Regions from separate parts of the Mus musculus genome. Here all the other regions are linked to region 1. A link is a contact called in public HiCAR-type, HiChIP or PLAC-seq and promoter capture Hi-C data. All regions are on one chromosome and are shown on one strand. Each heading gives the region's core, a stretch centred on a gene start, on an enhancer-like site or on the middle of the called end of the contact. The rest is flanking DNA. Distances are from core to core; before and after follow the strand shown. Region 1 holds the start of Oat (ornithine aminotransferase). Region 2 overlaps Chst15 (carbohydrate sulfotransferase 15). Region 3 overlaps Chst15 (carbohydrate sulfotransferase 15). Region 4 overlaps 1500002F19Rik (a long non-coding RNA gene). Region 5 has its middle 57 kb from the start of Cpxm2. Region 6 has its middle 79 kb from the start of Cpxm2.

What was found. Promoter capture Hi-C pulls out the DNA fragments that hold promoters and counts their contacts. HiCAR-type assays count read pairs that join an accessible place to other places. HiChIP or PLAC-seq counts read pairs in DNA pulled down with a chosen protein or histone mark.
Region 2: a promoter capture Hi-C map of pre-B cells shows a contact between it and region 1, with 2.6 times the contacts expected there. The contact joins the enhancer-like site here to the promoter of Oat in region 1. A contact is called at or near these places in 3 of 39 promoter capture datasets (the HPC-7 cell line, hippocampal neurons and pre-B cells) and 4 of 115 datasets of contacts at active chromatin or transcription factors (embryonic basal ganglia, extraembryonic endoderm stem cells, fetal liver and 1 more).
Region 3: a contact with region 1 is called in a HiCAR-type map of fibro-adipogenic progenitors, with 4 times the contacts expected there. The contact joins the enhancer-like site here to the promoter of Oat in region 1. A contact is called at or near these places in 2 of 39 promoter capture datasets (the C10 cell line and the HPC-7 cell line), 1 of 484 Hi-C or Micro-C datasets (hematopoietic stem and progenitor cells), 13 of 115 datasets of contacts at active chromatin or transcription factors (embryonic basal ganglia, embryonic forebrain, embryonic hindbrain and 10 more) and 1 of 9 other capture datasets (pancreatic islet).
Region 4: a promoter capture Hi-C map of stem cell-derived epiblast-like cells shows a contact between it and region 1, with 4 times the contacts expected there. The contact joins the enhancer-like site here to the promoter of Oat in region 1. A contact is called at or near these places in 9 of 39 promoter capture datasets (the C10 cell line, the HPC-7 cell line, embryonic stem cells and 5 more), 2 of 15 datasets of contacts at CTCF or cohesin (embryonic stem cells and large pre-B cells), 8 of 484 Hi-C or Micro-C datasets (B cells, the G1E-ER4 cell line, the HPC-7 cell line and 4 more), 11 of 115 datasets of contacts at active chromatin or transcription factors (the 230-238 cell line, the SCID.adh cell line, bone marrow-derived macrophages and 3 more) and 3 of 9 other capture datasets (adipose tissue, embryonic stem cells and liver).
Region 5: an H3K4me3 HiChIP or PLAC-seq map of forebrain shows a contact between it and region 1, with 7 times the contacts expected there. The contact joins the enhancer-like site here to the promoter of Oat in region 1. A contact is called at or near these places in 23 of 39 promoter capture datasets (the 3T3-L1 cell line, 3T3-L1-derived adipocytes, the C10 cell line and 15 more), 2 of 15 datasets of contacts at CTCF or cohesin (the NIH/3T3 cell line and large pre-B cells), 5 of 484 Hi-C or Micro-C datasets (the C10 cell line, the G1E-ER4 cell line, bone marrow-derived macrophages and 2 more), 18 of 115 datasets of contacts at active chromatin or transcription factors (the NIH/3T3 cell line, astrocytes, differentiating embryonic stem cells and 13 more) and 3 of 9 other capture datasets (adipose tissue, liver and macrophages).
Region 6: a promoter capture Hi-C map of 3T3-L1-derived adipocytes shows a contact between it and region 1, with 6 times the contacts expected there. The contact joins the enhancer-like site here to the promoter of Oat in region 1. A contact is called at or near these places in 24 of 39 promoter capture datasets (the 3T3-L1 cell line, 3T3-L1-derived adipocytes, the C10 cell line and 15 more), 1 of 15 datasets of contacts at CTCF or cohesin (large pre-B cells), 6 of 484 Hi-C or Micro-C datasets (the C10 cell line, the G1E-ER4 cell line, bone marrow-derived macrophages and 3 more), 20 of 115 datasets of contacts at active chromatin or transcription factors (the NIH/3T3 cell line, astrocytes, differentiating embryonic stem cells and 14 more) and 3 of 9 other capture datasets (adipose tissue, liver and macrophages).

The regions. Positions count from the first base shown.
Region 1 is chr7:132,574,618-132,577,744 of GRCm38.p6, reverse strand. Oat (ornithine aminotransferase) reads left to right here and starts at 1,347. Exons shown (of 10, transcript NM_016978.2): 1 at 1,347-1,450.
Region 2 is chr7:132,280,433-132,283,654 of GRCm38.p6, reverse strand. All of the region lies in intron 1 of Chst15 (carbohydrate sulfotransferase 15), which reads left to right. Among named protein-coding and RNA genes, the nearest start is that of Gm10584, 34 kb to the left of the region's middle. Within about 2 kb of position 1,279, at least 31 of the 459 cell types and tissues checked have an H3K27ac peak or open chromatin away from gene starts, as enhancers often do.
Region 3 is chr7:132,257,440-132,260,488 of GRCm38.p6, reverse strand. The region is part of intron 5 of Chst15 (carbohydrate sulfotransferase 15); the gene reads left to right. Among named protein-coding and RNA genes, the nearest start is that of Gm10584, 57 kb to the left of the region's middle. Within about 2 kb of position 1,493, at least 26 of the 459 cell types and tissues checked have an H3K27ac peak or open chromatin away from gene starts, as enhancers often do. A contact at or near this core is called in fibro-adipogenic progenitors, where this site is marked.
Region 4 is chr7:132,899,553-132,902,411 of GRCm38.p6, reverse strand. All of the region lies in intron 1 of 1500002F19Rik (a long non-coding RNA gene), which reads left to right. It overlaps Gm46003 (a long non-coding RNA gene), which reads right to left. Exons shown (of 2, transcript XR_001778301.2): 2 at 90-2,859. Among named protein-coding and RNA genes, the nearest start is that of Gm46003, 4.1 kb to the right of the region's middle. Within about 2 kb of position 1,386, at least 16 of the 459 cell types and tissues checked have an H3K27ac peak or open chromatin away from gene starts, as enhancers often do.
Region 5 is chr7:132,210,361-132,213,539 of GRCm38.p6, reverse strand. No RefSeq gene overlaps it. Among named protein-coding and RNA genes, the nearest start is that of Cpxm2, 57 kb to the right of the region's middle. Within about 2 kb of position 1,294, at least 33 of the 459 cell types and tissues checked have an H3K27ac peak or open chromatin away from gene starts, as enhancers often do. A contact at or near this core is called in astrocytes, forebrain and neural progenitor cells, where this site is marked.
Region 6 is chr7:132,232,702-132,235,480 of GRCm38.p6, reverse strand. No RefSeq gene overlaps it. Among named protein-coding and RNA genes, the nearest start is that of Cpxm2, 79 kb to the right of the region's middle. Within about 2 kb of position 1,455, at least 26 of the 459 cell types and tissues checked have an H3K27ac peak or open chromatin away from gene starts, as enhancers often do. A contact at or near this core is called in 3T3-L1-derived adipocytes and adipose tissue, where this site is marked.

The sequences.
Region 1 (3,127 bases), core at 98-2,597:
GTCTGGTGTCTTCCATGATTGATTCCTACGTATTTAAATATATTTAATTGAGCCTGGGTTTCTCACTTGAACCCAGAGCTCTAGGAATTGTCCTGTCTCTACCTCCCTGAACGCTGGGATTTCAGATGGGTCTCGATGCCCACTCAGCGTTTATGTAGGCTCTGGGGACCTGAACTCTGGTCTCTTTATGCTTGCCCAACAATCACTTTACCTACTGAACCATTTCCTCTGCTCTTTCCCATCCCACTTTCTTTTCCTCCTCTTTCTGATCTTGCTCTGTGTCTAGGGAGGCTAGTTTGTGGGGATTGTCTTTTCTCTTGTTTTCTCAAGTCAGGGTTTCTCTCTGTACCTCTGGCTGCCCTGGAACTCTCTCTGTAGACCAGGCTGGCCTAGAACTCATAGAGATCCACCTGCCTCTGCCTCCTGAGTCCTGGGATTAAAGGTGTGCACCACCACCACTACTACCACCAGTCTTAACAGACTCCTTAGGCTCCTGGCTCCCTCCAAGTAGTCTTTCCTCAAACTCCTCTCTCTTTGGGGTTCTAGAAACCCCACATCTAGCCCTGGATACGTGGACTGACAGTGGCTCTCCCTGGTGTGCCAGTCCCTCCATCCTTGTGCTTTCTTATTCACACACATTCTTTCCAAACTGGAGTGTGAAATCTTTCTGCCTGACCCTGAAGTGTAAGGTAGTGAATCACTGGCCCTCTGTGGTCTACAGCTTTTGGTACAGGATTGGATAACTCTTCTATTCTCTTCATATTTTCTGATTTATAACGAGCGTTATAGACAAAAATGATACCTAAGCACCTTCTGATTGTGTTTATCCTGCAATATCCTTTTCCGGTTTGAGTTTTAACCATGGTAGTGGAGGGAGTGCAGGCAAGTCTATACTGCGTAGCTGTCATTTCCAACCACTTATAACAACAGTTAATAACATCCGGGCGGCGTTTTACAGCTGCAGAGATGATACTAGAAGCATCAGTAATCTGTTTTGTCATTTTGGTACGTGAGGGTTCAAGGTCATGTGGTTTCAGCATTTAAGATATGATGTTGCTCCCAACAGGCTCTTTCAGGAAAGGTTTTGGAAGGTCCCTGGGCTAGAGAAACGCAGTGAGAGGCCACCATTCCTTCGGGCCTCCGTTCCCCTTCGGGTAAAAGAAAGCGAACTGCTCCAAGTTCAGTGCAGAGCTCAAGCGCCACAGGCACAAAAGCAGACTGCGCACTTGGGGAAGGCAGCAGAACTTGGCGCCCGGAGGCTCAAGGCCGGGTGGGTGGGGCGAGAGTGAGCCTCTTGTGATTGGTGTGCGGCCCTCCGCCTTAACCAATGAACTGAGAGAACGGGCGGGGGCGGGACAGACACGTCGTCTTAAACGACCTGACGCGCCGGGCAGCCACATCGCGCTTCGTGGCTGAAGTACAGTCAGTGTCGCTTAGCGGACGCTGTCAGGTACGACGTACGCGCCGGGGCTGGGCCAGAGCGACTAGGGCCCACTCGGTGTTCTGGAGTCTCCGCCGGGGCAACACTGGAATCTCCGGGTCTAGGGCGCCACGCAGGCCCGGGGTGGGGCGGGCTCGGCGTGAGGACGGGCGGGGCACGGCTTGGGCTCACTGTCCCCGGGGGACTCGGCTAAGGGGACTGGGGCCTTGGAGGTCTCGACTTTGAAAAGGCGGCGTTGAGGGCGCGGGGCACCACGAGCAGCTTGGCGGGGGGTGGGTGGGGGGTGGGGGTGGGAAGAGGAGGGAAGGACCCGATCCCTGGGGACAGAACTGCGAACTTGTGGTCGCGTCACCGGGAGGGGGCGCTGATGCGGACCAAGTCCGAGCTCCTTGGGCAGCTTTTACGTCTCGTGGCAGATCATACCCATCCCTCCCCAATCCCCACTTCTCTTCAGTCCTAAACCAAATAAGAGGATTGAGGAAGTGACGTGCACTCTGTGATGAGATGGTGGCTAAGGATTGGCCCACAGGGCTCTCTGCACGAAGAGCCCCCTCCTTAGGCCTTTGACAAGCTATGTTGAACCTCAGTAAATTCCAGTCTAATTGTGGGGAGCTCTTGCTGCCAGCAAATCTTGCCTCAGGCCTACAGCAATGCCCGGGAGTACATTTACCTTGTAGATGTGTCAAGATATATTAAGGGAGGAGTGGTTTTGGAATGAAGTGGCTTTGCTACTTGAATAACCTCTGATTTCTCCACCCTAAATTTTCTTGATCAAACTTGTTAGTGTCTGTAGGTAAATTAATTTTATGTAACTTGTAACTGTACTTTAAATTGTATGTGTGTGATCAGGAATGAATGCGCCATCCGAGGCCAGAGGGATTCGATACCCCTGGAGCAGTTCTTGATAGTTGTGCCATGTAATGTGGGTGTTAGGAACCAAACTCTGGTCTTCTGCAAGCATAGTAGGTGATCTTAACTGCTGAGCCATCTTTCCAGCCCCTAAAACTTTAATTAGTACATATTTTAAAAGGTATTTTTTCCTGTCTCATCTATTTACCTTCCGGTCTACTTTTACTATGGTTATATGGATATGTATTTTATGCTCTTTGCAGAGTTCTTGAGGATGAGCCAAACTGTATACCTGTATACTTTTTTTTTTTTTTAGATTTATTTATTTATTATACGTAAGTACACTGTAGCTGTCTTCAGACACTCCAGAAGAGGGCATCAGATTTCATTATGGATGGTTGTGAGCCCCCATGTGGTTGCTGGGATTTGAACTCAGGACCTTCAGAAGAGCAGTCGGTGCTCTTAACCACCGAGCCTTCTCCCCAGCCCCCAAACTGTATACTTTTAAAAATAGTAATGAATGGGTAGTGATGTGGAGGTGTGTGGAGGGTGCGGTGTAGTTGGTTCAATCCTTTCCCAGTAGTGTTACTTTAGTTGTTTGCCAGTGACGCACTTGAGGTGAATTTTAGCCAGAATATTGGTTACATAAAACAAAGCTTATGTTGACAGACCTTCCAAAAAAAAGAAAAAAAAATTAAGGGCTGCATTTGTGAATGGTTACCTCAGAAAAGTAAATATTTAACAAGCGCCAAACCAAATTTACTTCTCAAGCTGAAGATTTTCAATGGCTTTTGGATGACTTTACCCTGCTGTTTCTTTTAGAGCAATTTAAGGAAA
Region 2 (3,222 bases), core at 30-2,529, 290 kb after region 1:
CTCTCTTACACACACTCTCTCTCCCTCTCTCACATATATACATACACTTTCTCTTACACAGGCACTCACTCCCTGGGCACATCTTCTTTCCTTCATTTCCCGCTTGTGTTAGGGGACTCGTTGGACAATGGCCACAATGCCACCGCTTAAGGACTTTGCACTCCAGCCACATGGGAGCCATGATGTCAGAAAGCACGTCCCTTTCCCTGGCAGGTAAGGTTTGGGGCTGCACCTGCAGGAAGCCTCACAAACACACAAGAGGAAGAGTAGCTGGTTCTCAGACACCTGATGTCTTGATGATCTTGGGCCAATTTGGAGACACAAAGCCTTTCATGTTGACCTGGAGAAGAAGAGGGTGAGGGTCTCAGTTTGTCTGCAGTCACATGGCTATTTCAATGTTGTGATCGGTGCCCAGTGCAGACTCTGGAGTCTTTAGATATCCAGCCCCCCTCCCCTGGCCCATATCCTTTCCTGTCTCTGTAAATCACACCGAGCAGGAAGTATATGACATTGAATTCACAGTTGAGCTGCTTGTACAGTGGGGCTAATACTTGTCTTTAATATTATCAGGACATTTAAACCCAACCATCCACATTAACCCTAGGCTGGTGTATGGACACAGTCAGTGTCCGCTGGGGTCACTCTGGTCACCAAGCCAAAAGTGCCTTGTCCTGGAGCATTCCTAGGAACTCAGTGGGGCATATGGAATTTTCTTCTGTCACTAAGGTGGGGATATTTACTGACCACCCACCCAGAGTGAGGTCCATGCTCTCCTGGCCTGAGCATCTCTGGCCCTGGGCTTGTGTGGAGCTCATGGCCTAGCCTGGCTGCCTTGCCTAAGCAGTCTCAAATCCAGTTTGACCAATCAGTTAATGGCTGATACCCTACTCTGCCAGCCTCTGTTGGTGGCAGCTTCATTTGGGTATATAGGTGAAAGGTCACAAGCTTTGCAGCCAAACAGATCCATGGTTGTCTAGTCACCTCCTGTATCATTCCACTTAGGTGCAGCCTATAGGAACCAAGCTTCCTGTGTTCTGAGCCTGACAACCAAGCTAGCTCGAGGGAGCACTGGCTAGCCGCGTGACTCTGAGTGTGTGTATAACCCTTCTGTGCCTTAGTTTCCCACATGTACTTTGAGGCTCTGCATATTGACTTTGGAGGGTTACTATTAAGGACAGTCGTATGTGGCCTCCCACACATGGCTGACACTGTACCAGTAATCATTTCTTCCTTTCACTGTTTCTGGTGACACTGAAAACCCTGGGTCTACATGCTCCCCTGGGAATTCATGCCTCAGTCACTATGTTCCCCAGAGCTATTTTGGTGGGCCAGCTCTGAAGCACAGCTTGAAGCCTGTAGGTTTCACCTGAGTGGGATGGCAGATAGTTACTAGACAGACTTGAATGGAAGAGCCTGTGTCCCGGTGATTTGAATTACCACCAGAAATAACAAAACGAGTGTTCTAAAAGAGTTTCCCCTGTAGACATACTGGGCTCAGAAAAAGAAAATCGTCTGTTGTGTCACGCAGACCTTTGGAGTCTTTTGTGCACGTGGAAATCTCTGGGTGAGAACTGCAATGTGAACATGTTTGAAGCCCCTTGCCCACTATGCCTTTGTGGAGCAAACCTGAGTTATGTCACGGCTGTTGGTGAGACAGGCATCTGGCTGGGTTTGGCTGGGTCAGAGCTGGAACAGATGGACAGCTCCACCCACCCACCTGTCCCTGCTGTTGGAGACTGTGGCTCTAGGCATCATTACTGTTGTTAGGGTGTCTCTAGCCCCTAAGCCATGGTGTGTCTTTTACAGATTGCCTGGCACCAGGTGGGTGCTTTAGGACTGCTCCTGTCATGGGGCTGAACAGTTTTGGAATGACAAGATGATCATGTCTCTGGAAGTCCCTGGAGTCTTTGCTGTGGAGTTAGCGAGATGCTCCTGAGCTCTGGGCTGTGTGGTCCTCATATTTGTGCTCCCCCCCCCCCCAATGCAGGCTTGAGTATGGTGCAAGGGGCTGATACCATGTAATGGACAGATATGGTGGTGGAAGGGGGAAGGGTGGGCTTCTAGTGGGAGAAAACCCATGATGAATGAAACTTTAAGATTGACTGTTTGGCTTCTCTGGAGGCTGAGATAGCAAAGCCTGTGCCAGCTTTTAACAGTTGCTGAAAACTAGATGCTGAGCAGCCGCAAAAGACAGAAGGAAGCAATGATGGTAGGTTTTTGTTAAAGAGAAATTAATCTCAGATCCTACGTCTGAAAGTGTTAAAACCAAAAGGGGCAGTCCCCAGGCCATGGCTTCCATATGATCAAGCTAAGGCCCGGAAAGAGGCCACGGCTCCTAAGGGTGACCAGCCAGGGTTTGAGTCTGGTTTGAGAGATGTGGGAAGTTCTGCTCAGACCCTTCCCTGCTCAGTAGATCTCTGCCATGCTGGTAGGGTATTTAGGCTGTCAGGTTTTGAAACAGCCTTTCAAGGAAGTGTCTATTTGGTGCTCAGCCTCGAGAGCATTGCTACAACCTGGCTAACTAACATCATAGACCCGAGCCTGTTTACCTGCGCCTGCAAGAGTGACGAGGGACTTATTGTACAGGGAGTCTCCTGGACCTGCCTGCTCTGCAAGTTCATTTCTATGTTTCTGCGGTTTCAGGTGTGTCAGTGCACCCAGACTGCCTCTTCTTCCTCCTCCTCCAATCAGCACCTGGCACAGGCTTGTTTTGCTTTCCATGGCTCCTTCTCTGTGCAGGACACATGGCACCAGACCAGCCAGCATCCCCTATCAGCTTCGAATGCAAGTGGAAATTGAGATGGCATGAGACTCAGTGCCTCTGCTTCTAAGGGATTTGGAGAAAAAGGCTTGAAAGTGGCCCATGTCATCTCCTCCTCTTTGGTTGAGTCTCCCTCTCCTCCTTATGCAGAGCCCCTGGGAGACAGAAGCTGATCTTTAGGTTGAGTTTTAAAGGAGCCAGGAAATGAAGGAACCACGGGCCTGGATGAGCTGCTGGACCACTTGAGGCTAAGCCAGATGATGGGCTGAAGTCTGTGGAGGTGCAGATGGTGAAGGTGGGGTGCCAGGCTCCTGAATCTCTTACCTTATCTGTCTCTTATGAGCTGCATGTACTTGAGAAGCAAAGAACCATGCTGCACCTCTTCTCTATCGAAGGCAGGCCTGGATGAGCAGGTGCCTATAGGCTTGTCCTGCCTGGTTGATAATTCTAGAGAGCATGGG
Region 3 (3,049 bases), core at 244-2,743, 320 kb after region 1:
TGCAAGCGCCAAGGACCCGTCAATTAGAGGAGCTGTTTCTGGGCTGGGTTTTGAAGGATGAGTATGAGTTTGCCATACAGGTAAGGATGGAAGGTAATCCAAGGAGAAAACCACTCTGAGGAGAGGAGATGTCACATTTAGAGACGTATGTCTTCTTGTTGAAGATTGAGCCCCATAGTATCCTTTCCTGGTACTGTACCTCCAGCTCTGAGGACAGAAGTGCCAGGAAATTGAGCCCTGGAACATCAGGGCAGCCATGCTAGCGAGGCTCAGACTTGTGGCCGGAAGTAGCACCTGGTGTACCTGCCTTCCTGGCTGGTGGTGGAACTGACTGGCCTGCTCTGGTTTCCTTTTTGCTTGTTTTTTTTTTTTTTTTTTGTTAAGGAACAAATGACCTCTGCCAGAAACCAAAGGTGAAAACTTTCATCCTTTCTTGTCCTCAGCTTAGCACAAATATGTCATCAGTGAAAACACTCATGATCCCTGGCTGCATGTTAGGTGCTCTGCTGGGTGCTTAGCTGTTGAGTGGCAAGCTACAATAGTGGTCCAGGGGTGGAGATATCGACTGTGTCATGACCGTGACCGTGACCGATGTGATAATTCTGGAGCATGGTGTGTGTGGGGGGGAGGTGGCAGGATGCCTAATAGGCCTGTGTTAGGTGGGTGACATGCAGTGTTAGGTAGCTAGCAATGTGACAAGCTGCTCCAAGGTGTCACAACTCTTACTGCCTACTTACTATCTCAGAGTTTCTGGGGATTCCTCTGGAGATCACTGGCTTCATCACTGAGTTTTCACCTTCAGGGTTAAGGTGTCTGTTAATGTTGGGGTCTCATCCAAAGGCTTGGGAGGGAGGCGGATTAGGTCCCACACTCACATGGTTGTGGCAGAACTGGGTTTCCGCAGGGCTGTTGGAGCACAGGCCTCTGCTCTTTTCTTTTTCTTTTCTGACTCAGCTGGAGGTGTCCCTCAATCCCTGGGCAGTAGGCTTTTCCAGAATGGCTAATGATGTCATCAAAGCAGCAAGGGAGATGTTGGCTAGCTGATCATCAGTGACCAACTATGATCAGTCGCCAGTGTGCCATTCCAATACTGTTGCCATATTTTGTGTGTCACAGACACATGCCCTGGTCTAGCCTCTCTCCTGGGTGCTTATTTCCCACCTGGTGCTTGGAAACCTGGTACCCGCCCTGTAGCCCAGAGAAGAGTAACTTCAACTTGATGTCAGCTCCAGCGCCTTCGGGAAGCTGTCACGTGCGTGCTGTGAGTTAGTGAGGGCCGCAGCTCTGCTGCTTCTTAAACATTACCAAACATACGCAACAGTGGGAAGTTCGACTTTTGAAACCCATAGCTCATGGCCTATCTGGAGTGGCCAGCTCAGCTCCTTTCCTATCTCAGCCAGAAAGAATGATAAATAGTGTGTGTTTAGGCTACTCTTGGAGAAACAAACACTAGAGCCCATGTCCCCATTAGTGAAACTGGCTCCTGGGCCTTTGGCCTACTTTAGCTGTTCCCTGGCTTTGCCTTCTGCACGTGGGAGATTCCCTGGGCTGATCCATGCCAGCTGGATTGGTCCAAATGGTTCGTTTAGTTCTACAAGTCAGCTGAGGTGGAGGAGGGACCGTTTGTAGTTTCTGATTTTCGGTTAGCCTTTGTTTCTGTTAACTGATTGAAGGCAGAGGGGTTGAACTGTGCTGGGGTTGGAGAAGGCTAATCCTAATGACTTTTAAGTTCCCAGAGAAAGACAGAAGCAGTAAATCCAACCCCCACCCTGGGGGGAGATAGAGGAATAATGAAGAAGTCTTGGGGTGGGGGGAGGTTCGAATGGCAGAGGCTTGCCATGAATTCTCTCTGTAAGAAACTGCAGCAATTTAGAGCTAATGGTTTCCTAGGCTAAATTGTCCACTTAATTAAAAAGAAGCCACCAACAGACAAGCAGAAATTCCTTCACTTAATCCTTCTCTGGAATGGCCCACTCTTCTCTCTCTCGTTTGTGAGCAGAGATTGCTTCCTCATGCAGGGCCGCCACCGCTCCCCCAGTCTATATGAGGCATGGCTCATAAGGAAGATGTCGACTCCTGTACCCCTGTCACATCCTTCTTCTGTTCAAGGGACATTAGGAGAGGGGCCATGTACCATCTGTTAAGGCTTTTATATGTCTACAGTTTTGTTTTTAATTCTGTGTTGTCATAGCACGATGCTCAGAACTGACCATCCAGGAAAGATTGCTTTCCATATTTCATGATGATGGGTCTACAGGGAAGCAGGGCTCTACTCAATTAAGTAGACTTCCATTTTGACCCCTAATCCCTTGGGCCTTGAAGCCTGGAGAACTGTGTTCTTCATCTGCTTATATAAACTGACTTTTTAGTGACTGTCTGGACTGGGTAAGTAATTAATCTACATATGGACTAGGAAGGGAAGGAGGCGTTGGATGAATGAAGTGTGCCCACTCCTTTGTAATTGTCCATGCTCACTGGGAGCACACAGTAGCAGTGAGGCCAAGCAGTTGAATAGAGATGTAGACTTGATTGAGTCCCCGTAGTCTGCAGAATATGTGGAGGCATGCAGGCAGGGAGCAACTTCTACCACTGAGTGTGTATATAGATGTGCAAGCGTATGGTGCACCATAGGGACCACTCCTGGATACCCAGACAACTTGCCTCCAGATCCTGCCAGTCATGGCTTTGCCACCTGAGGCAAGAAACTTAAGCTATCTGTGTCTTATTTCCTCATCAGTGAACTGGGGGAGTGGGCTGTTATTTAATTAAATGTGTATGCATAACATTCACTCACCAAATGTGATTGAGCATTTGATGCTAAGCTATGTTGAGCTATGATCTGCTTTGTTGAGTCCATGGCTAGTGGAGGTGTGAGCACAGGCTTCAGCAAGGTTGGGGCCCCTGCTCACTCACCTGAGTGCTGTGCCATGCCCTGCTCAGATCTTGCCTCACTGGAGTTTTGTCAGTGGGTGAGAGGGGGAGTCTGACACACGCACACATGAGGTGGAAGGTTCTCCCACCTTATGTTCCTTACCTCTTCGTGATGAGT
Region 4 (2,859 bases), core at 137-2,636, 320 kb before region 1:
CTTAAACGCACTGAAATTCACCTGCCTCTGCTGGGATTAAAAGTTTATACCACCACTCAGCCCTTTTTTTCCCTACTCTTTTTTTTTTCTTTTGCAGCTATGCTCTTGTAGTCTAGGTACTATTACATTTGCTATTAGCCAATATAGAACTCTACCTCTACCTTCTGTGTGCTGGATGAAGTTACAGGTCACCATGTGCTGGGTATCACACCTGGAGGGCTGTGCATACTAACCAAGGACTCTACCAACTGAGCCACACCCTGAGCCCTCTTAACATTCTCAACCTTGTAGCAAGTCACAGGCCTTCCACCCTCCGTGCAGAGCTCCTCTGCTAATTCTCCCCTCCCAGATGACACTTAGCACATCCCACCGACAGCGTTGAGCAACAGCCCTCATTTTAAGTAGCGAAGAGCGCGGTTCAAGGTAAACCATAATGCTATGCCAATTTGAAGCTTCCCCCAAGCAGAGCTGAAGGAGTTGAGATCCATTTTCTCTGTCCCCCACAACCCATCTCCATCCCCACCTGCAGCGACTCTCACTTTAGAACAGGGAAGAGGAAGGGTCAGTAGAAGAGCAAAAGGAAACAGAGTGTGGTGGCACAAAGCGGTAGTCCCAGAGAGCAAGAGGCAGAGGCAGGTGAACGTTAAGTTCTAAGCCAGGCTGGCTTACCTAAAGACCCTATCTCACAAAACCCAAACCAGCACAAGCTACCAAACAACAGCACCACAAGTATATTTCTACTTGGCTCCTCCTTTTCACACTGTTCTCACTGTCCTCTGTGATGGCAGATTTGTAACTGCTGTCTCCTTCAGTGTACATTGAAACTGGGGACTTGGGGGGGGGGGAGGTGGTAAGGGCCCAGCTATCCCTCCAAAGCTGACTTCTAGCATCACACAGCCCTGATGCAGGTGACTCACCATCTGGCTGACCTCACCTCATACCCTCAGCTGCTGTGTCACCCTCACACTCCTTCAGAAATGACATTCAGCCTTCTCTCACTTGCCTAAGAGCTTTGCCAAGTTTATCTCTAGTGGCTCTGTTGGGGAGCTCTTCAGAGCAGCATGAGGATGGGCTGCCAGTCTCCCCTCTGGCAAGCACCCCAACTCCTTAGGGTTGTAAGGTACTGGCCACACCCCCTCCCTCAGCCACAGCACCACTGCCTCCCAGTCCCACTTCCCTGCCTATTATCTTTTGTGGCAGGGGTGGGTAGCAAGGCAGCCTGCACAACCGGTTTGTTTCACTCAGCCACTGCTGATGCCATTGTCCCATTCCTCTCTCTAGTATAGGGATACAAGAGTCACAGGTCTCTCTTTGGACACAGAAGTTGCTTAAACCAACTGCTCAGGGTCATGTGATGGGACTTGTCATAGAAAGAGGCTTTGCTTTGTTGACACCTTTAATGTGGAAACTCATTGCTGGTCTAAGAATAGGTGCCTGTTGAGTGCTCAGCCCTAAATGGCACATGACATCTATATCACCTGATACAGGGAGTCTCTGAAGATGGGCAGAAAGGATGTAAGAGCTGGAGGTGGGAAGAGTTTCGGGGAAGACTATGTTCAGGAGTTGACATGGCAGCTGCACCCATGACCTCATAGCAGCTAAACACAGGAAAAGAGCCAGAAGTGGAGGCCCTGCATCAGCTCCCAGGCTGCATGATCACCAGCCCCACATTGTGCCCTTCCCCAGCCTTGAGCAGGCTAAATAGACCCTAAATGTTTGCTACAGTTGAACCTTAACCACCTAGGTGGAGTCTTCAGCCTTGCAGCACCTGCAATTTCCTACAGGAGTAGATTGCCTGCTGACTTTGCTTTGCAACATAATCCAACTGAAACAAAGCAGAAATAATCCAGTTGAAACAAAGGATGGGTCTGTGGGTTCTCCCTATATAAATACAGTGCTCAATATTAAACTTTGAGCATTGATCAGAAACTTTTGCCTTGGCTTCATCCTTCTCTCCCCTTTCCTTTTTCATTTCCAGTCCCCCTCTGTGGTATACCCAGCTTGTCCATAGCTGCTGGACGACTACACCAAATTCTGTTTTAAGCATTACAGGCAGGTACAGCTGATCTCTGAGGGCTGGCTTGTAAAGACCAAGAGCCTTTGCACCAAGAATCCAGGAGGCAGGGCCTTCAAAGAGTACTTATAGAGGGGCAGGGCCCCTGGACAGACAGGAGATCATCATGAGTTCCAGACCTGCCCGATGTTCATAGCAGACCCTGTCTCAAAAGAAGAAGGAAGAAGAAGAAGAAAGAAGGAAGGAGGAGGAGGAGAGAAAAAGACATTTTAAAAAGATTTATTTATTCATTTTATTTTGTGTCTATATGTGTTTGCACCTACTCATTTTATTTCATCTGTATATTTGTGTACCTGAAGGTACATATGTTCACTGTGTGAGCCAAAGAGCGTCAGGTCCCCTGGAACTGGAGTCACACACGGTTGTAAACCTCAAACGTGGGTGCTGGGAACATACCTCAGGTTCTCTGAAAAAGCAACAAGAGCTGGTAACCACTGAGCCATCCATCCCCCAGAGAAGAAAACTTACAGAACTACTCTGTAGATGAAATAAGACTCTCTTGCTCAGCAAGGTGGCGCACGCCTTTAATCCTAGCACTCAGGAGGCAGAGGCAGGTGGATCTCTGTGAGCTGGAGGCCAGCCTGGTCTCCGACATAGTCAGTTCCAGGAGAGCCAGGGCTACACAGAGAAACCCTCTCTTGAAAAAACAAAAATAAAAGCAAAAACAGAACAAAGGAGCATAAGAAGACTTTACTTCTAAAATGAACTTTGGGTTTTGGGGAACTGGTTTATTTTTGAGAATACTGTACTGTACTGTGTACTGTACTAGAGCTTGCTGTATAGAC
Region 5 (3,179 bases), core at 45-2,544, 360 kb after region 1:
CAAAAAATAACTCTGGAATTCTGGGCTTTGGCTTTCCTGTAGGGCCAGTCTATTCCAGGGACTGGAATCTGTCTCTTGGGGGCTCAAAGCCAGCATCTTCTGACAGGGCTGGATCCCAGCCTCCCTTCCACTGCCCTTATGAGGACATTCTGAGTTCCCACAGTAAATGTAGCTCCTGGTGAGTCTCAGAATCAACTCTTGCCAACAACACTCTCCACTCCAGTCCATCCTATGCAGGAGCAACCTTCTCTATGACTTGGTTTTCTCACCTGCAAAATGGGACTAAAGTAGAGTACAGTAGAGTATGATTGTAATCTCCATGCTAGGGAAGTTCAAGGCTAGCTTGGGCAGCTTGCTGAATCTTAGGCTATCCTGAGTTAGATGACATTCTGATTTAAAAAGCCACAAAGGAGTGTGTGTGTGTGTGTGTGTGTGTGTGTGTGTGTGTGTGTGTATGTAACAAGGTTACATAGCCAGCCTGGGCTACAGGAAAACCTGCCACAAAAAGGCATGTGTATAGGTTAGGAAGGGGCTGGAGAAATATCTCAACAGTTAAGAATGTTTGCTGCTTACCCAGAGGGCCCAATTTCAGTTCTTGTCACCAGTTTGGAGTGGTTCATAATGGCTTCACTCCAGCTCCAGGGGACCCAACACCAATGTCTAGCCTTCCATATGCTCGGCACACATATTGCATGCATGCAATATGTGCCCACAGACACCTAATTTTTTTTTAGAAAAGGAAATGATAAAAGAGACTAAACCACTGTTAAATGCTTAGAAGTAGCTTAGCACTGAATCTATGAGAGATGCTGTAGGCATGGATGCCTGCAGTTCTTGGAGACTGTGGGACATGTTTTCCTTTGGCACTTGCCAGTGGACCACACAATGATGTCATAGGGTGCAGCATATGGTGCTTGCTAACCTACTACCAATCAGAAATAGCCTGAGCCTGGTTTGCCAGCCAGCAAGCCCAGGTCAGCTGGCCTCAATACCCAGCACTTGATTTCGACTCCAGACTGTGAGACTCTTGTGCCTGTGTGCTGAGGAGGGAAGTGGATGGAGGTTTTCTGCTGTTGCTCTGAATGCTAAGGTTGAGTTTCAGCCCAGACTCTTGAAGAGGAAGGAAACTTTGAAATTCTATACAAGTAGGGCTCATTCCAGTAGCCCCCAGAGGTATGCCAGGCTTCTGAGAGCTCCTGAGAGCCGCCAAGTCTTCCTTACATCTCCATGAATGGGTAAAACTGGGCAAAGGCCATAGACACAGGCAGGGTTTGAGTGCCAGCCAAGAGAGGCTCAGGGCATGATGGGAAGGACAGAAACCTTGTCCAGATGCAATCAGATGCTGTTCTGTGTGGGTCACCAAAGCACAGGAAACCAGGCGCTGGGCTCCTCACTGCACAAGGCTCTTTTGTTGAGCCTAATCCCTGTTGACCAGGCTTGGCCTCAAGGTTCTGTGCAGGGCCCTCCCCACCAGGCCCACCCCAGCTCTTTCCAGCCAAAGCCCCCGGGACGAGCTCAGGTTCCCTTTGGCTTCAATGGTAGAGACCAGATCTTGGCTGAGTCTGCCCCCATTTTAAGAGACTCTTTATTGCGGACAGGGCCTGGGTGTGCACACTGTATGAATTCCAACATAACCTCTTTTGTTTTTACCCTTCTTGCTCTGTCTGTTTTCCACTGATGGCCTTAGTCAGCTGAAATATTAATTACATAAAGATGGCCGGGCTGTCAAGCTGGAGAGGTTCTAGTCTGACTCCCTCTTTAGCAGACCAGGAACAGGCCCGAGAGGGAGATCCTTGCTCTAGGTCCCCCAACTGCTGCAGAGGCTCCTGACCCTCATCCCTGATCTCGGCTTCATTCTGTCTAGTGATAGACAAACTCCCTGTTTTAGGTTCCGAGTTCTCTGCAAGTGGCAAAACTCTCTTAAGACCCGAGAACGATATGGAGGGCAGGCCAGAGCGTGGGCCCTCTGGGGAGGGAAGTAGGGGTAGCTGAAGGACCCCTTGATCTGAGTGTGAGGGAACAGGACAGGGCACAGGCCCCTCCCTCCCTTGATCGAATCATTCGTCCAAAAGGGACCCCAGAAATGTCTTCAGACTAGAAAGGGACAGGGTCTGGAGGCTCCTGTGATAGGCTGTGAAAGGGGAACTTAAAAACACGGGGACTCTAGGAGCTCATGAGTAGACGGAAACCTGTTTCCCATCTGTAAAGAAGCAGAGCAGGTGAAGTGGAGTTTGGGGAAGCGGCGCGTGCTCACGGGCAGCTGAGGGTTGGGTGTTGTGGGCCTGGCACGTGGCACAGGGGCAGTAGAAGGGTTGAACAGAGAGATATTGTGTTTTTCTGGGAGCAGTGGGCATATTCTCGAGTGGAGCAGTGGGCATATTCTCGAGTGGAGAGCGGGGGAGGGGGGTGATGGAGTTAGGCCTAACTCACTCCCTCTCTCTTGGGAACCAGCTGGGAGAGTCGACAGGAATCTTCTGTAGCTTGCGCCTTCTTTGGATGCTCCTCCTGTCCGGTTGGTTTGACAGAGTGGGGACTAAATGGATCCTAACACTAAGACTTGGTACTGTCAGCCATGGTCAGCCTGGACCACGCTCCTTGTGGGGAGAGTTGCCTCCAGGTCTAGATAGATGGTCAGGAGCCCCTTGCACAGGTGTGAGCCACACAGGCTACTCAGAGCAGCTAAGGTGACTCTGGATCCCAGGCTTGGAGTCCTGTTTCCATGGAAACCAGCTCTTGCTGATGCCCCTCTCTTCCCAGGCTTCCCTGGGGCTGCTGGGTTCAGGCTCCAGGTGCCAAGTAACCGAGGATTCCTCCCAAACTCAGTTTCCAGAGCATTGCAGGGCTGGTTGGGAGAAGAGTGCAATTTTCTAAGCAGAATTTTCCAGATTAGGTAAGATGGGGGGCGGGGCCCGGGCACTTTCGATGTGACTATAGAATAGAGACCTAGTATCACGCTGAGGCTGGTTGGTAAAACTGAGGATTTGGGTCAGGTGTAGCTTCCCAGGCCCTTGCTGAAGGGAAGTGTAGGCCAAATGTCACCGTGCAGACCACATTCCCGTTCCCGCACTTCTGTTTCAATCAGAGTGAAGGGCAGGATCCCCACATTAGTAAGCAGCTGGCCTCCCTTAAATAGCTATGGTCCAGGCGGGTGTGATTTGCCACAGTCTACAGAAAGAGCC
Region 6 (2,779 bases), core at 206-2,705, 340 kb after region 1:
GGCAGGGTCCCGCTGGCACTCAAGAAATATGGGCAAGCTTGGAGAAGGAGAGGGTGTACCAGTCATTGTTGGTCACCTTAACAAAGTAACTCAGGGCACCTTACACACCTTTCCACAGGTTTCCTAATCAGCACCAACAGTGGTCAACCATGTTCAGTGTTCATGAACAGTGTTCAACTATGGGAGCCCATGGGGACATTTCACATTCATTCACCACACAACCCATGCTTACTGTCACTGCTCATGTGTCAGTCTAAACTCAGGGGGCCAGTGCATTGTTTTCTCTATGGCCTCTTTCTGTGGCTTCCCTGTGCCTGCTCTGTGACCTCCCCCCCTCACATGACCATCTCTCTGTGCAGGTCCCTGATACCTTTCCCTCTTTCCTTTCCTCTCCTTCTCCTTCTCCTTCTTCTTCTTCTTCTTTTTTTTTTTTTTAGTTTTTCGAGACAGGGTTTCTCTGTGTAGCCCTGGCTGTCCTGGAACTCACTCTGTAGACCAGGCTGGCTTCAAACTCAGAAACCCACTTGCCTCTGCCTCCCGAGTGCTGGGATTAAAGGCGTGTGCCACCACGCCCGGCTTCCTTTTCCCCTTTTTATAAAGATGTCACCATTAAGGGTCTCATTTAATTCATAACCTTTTGAAAAAGAATTCTCTTTTTACTCAGAGGCTCAACCCATTTGGGACGTCAACACATCAATTTGAGGAGAGGAGTAGTTGCAAGAGGGCTTACTTCCCACTTAGAAGCTTGGATCATGCTGAGCACAGCGTGGTCCTTTGGTCAGTCCCACCTTTCTCCCAAGCCCTGCTCCTCATTGTGATGTGTTGAGTGTGGAGCTAGACTTAGCACAGCCTGGGGCTGGCTTCCCTCAGCAAGAATGCTGCTGTCTGAGAGGATAGCGGGTGGTGGATTTGAGAAGCCAGACAGGCCAGGGCATACTTCTGAAAGCTAGAGTTCCCTGTGCCTGGAGCTCTCCCCTACCCTTGCTGCTAGGAAACAGCCTGGGTGGTGCTGTGCAGAATGGCATTTCTCTGTTGGGGTGGAGACTGCATCCTGAGGAGAGCCTTGGGCCCTGTGGGTGAGGCTAATCTAGTGGAGACTTGCAGGAAAAATGAGCTTTGAGGAGTTTGGTTTTCCCTGAGCTTTGGAACCAGCTCCCCTGAGGGGCACCAGGGAAAGAACGTGGCGGGGCAGGGACTGTGAGCTTTTAGCCACTGCTGCAACAAAATCACTTCATCTGAAATGGCTGGCGATCCCAGAGAGCTCTGAGGAGTAACCCCCTTAGTCCAGGCCTTTGGAAGAATGGCCTGCAGCCTTGCTAACATCTATCTCTGTGATGGCTTCAGGCTGGCCTTGCTTCTATGACCCCAGCCCTGTCCCATTGATCGCTAAGGTCTTCATGGTGACTTCAAACACAGTGAATTTCTCATCGTACAGTCCCAGAGGGCAGCAGTCTCAGACCAGGCACTATAGGCTGAGGCAGGGTGGGAGCTGGGCTGCATCTCCTGTGATCCCAGGGCAAGCTGTGTCCAGGCCTTTTCCAGCTTTGAGAGGCTGCCAGGTACTTTGGCTTGTAGGCTTCTTTCTAGAGTGCCATATTTAGTCTCTGTTTCCCTCTGCTTCCCTGGTCACGTGGCCTCTGATCACACCCTGCCTCTCATCAGGACCCTTAGAGTTACCCGGGATAATCTGTGGTTACTGCCTCATCTCAAGAGCTCATCCACAAAGTGTCTCTTGTTGGGTTAAGGGAATAATTCATCCATAGGTTCTGGCATCTGTGCTCTGACATCTTCAGAGGCCATCATGCAGCTGACCACAGGAGAGTGGCCCTGGGATCTGGCCAGGCCAGCAAGTGAGATGTAACAGGTGCCCAGTGGCAGGTCCCTTGTAGCTTTACCAGTGGGGACCTTAACGTGCCTGAGGTAGCAACAGTTCAGCAGAGGCTCTGAGCTAAGGCCCTTGTATTCTGTGATGGGGCGGGCGGGATGGAGTCTCAGCTGCAAGCCCTTTGGTTTGTACCTTTCCTCGGGAAACTCACCTCGCCGAGTGCTGTGCACCCTAGACAGGACTACATGGCTGCATGAGGAGTGTCTTTTGAGGGCTTACGGTTGCCTTTGCTTTTTAGTGCTTACGAATCTACTCTGGCAGTTTCTCAGTTGCAACCACTGGGCAGCTTCAGTTTCTAAAGCCTGGCTGTTGTTGAGTTCATCGTGTTGCAGAGACGACTTCTTGTAAAAATTACAAAAATAGAATCCTTAGTTCCCCAGAGAGCCTCAAGCTTGCAACCTCCCTGCCCCCAGCTTTTGTTAGGCTGACCTCCAACCCCACTGGCATCCATCTATATAATGGTCCAGGCTGCCCTTGCCTTCCTGCCCTCTGCCCTATTGCATTGGCCCTGGGCCTGGACCTGGTCCTCCCAGTCTGGCCAGCATCCTTCTTTGTTTTTCTTCCTTGGCTGCTGAGCATGGCTCAGGCAGAAGGACTGGCTATGGGCAGTCATGGGGTCCCTGGAACTGCAGGTTACTGTCCCAGGAGGAATGCATGGCCTCAGTGATGGGCGACTTCCAGGTAACATATCAAACAGGAATATTGGCTGAAGAGGAGCAACAATGTGTCTCAGTTGCCACCTGCAAGTGGGTGTGCCCTATACAGGGTCTTCAGGGCAGCCAGAAGAGGAAAGGACTCTTTCCTGGGCAGCACATGATAGCAACCCTGTGGTGGGGCACAGCCACGGACATGAAATGAACCTTCTGTTCCACCAGAGAAACCCCTTACTGGGGC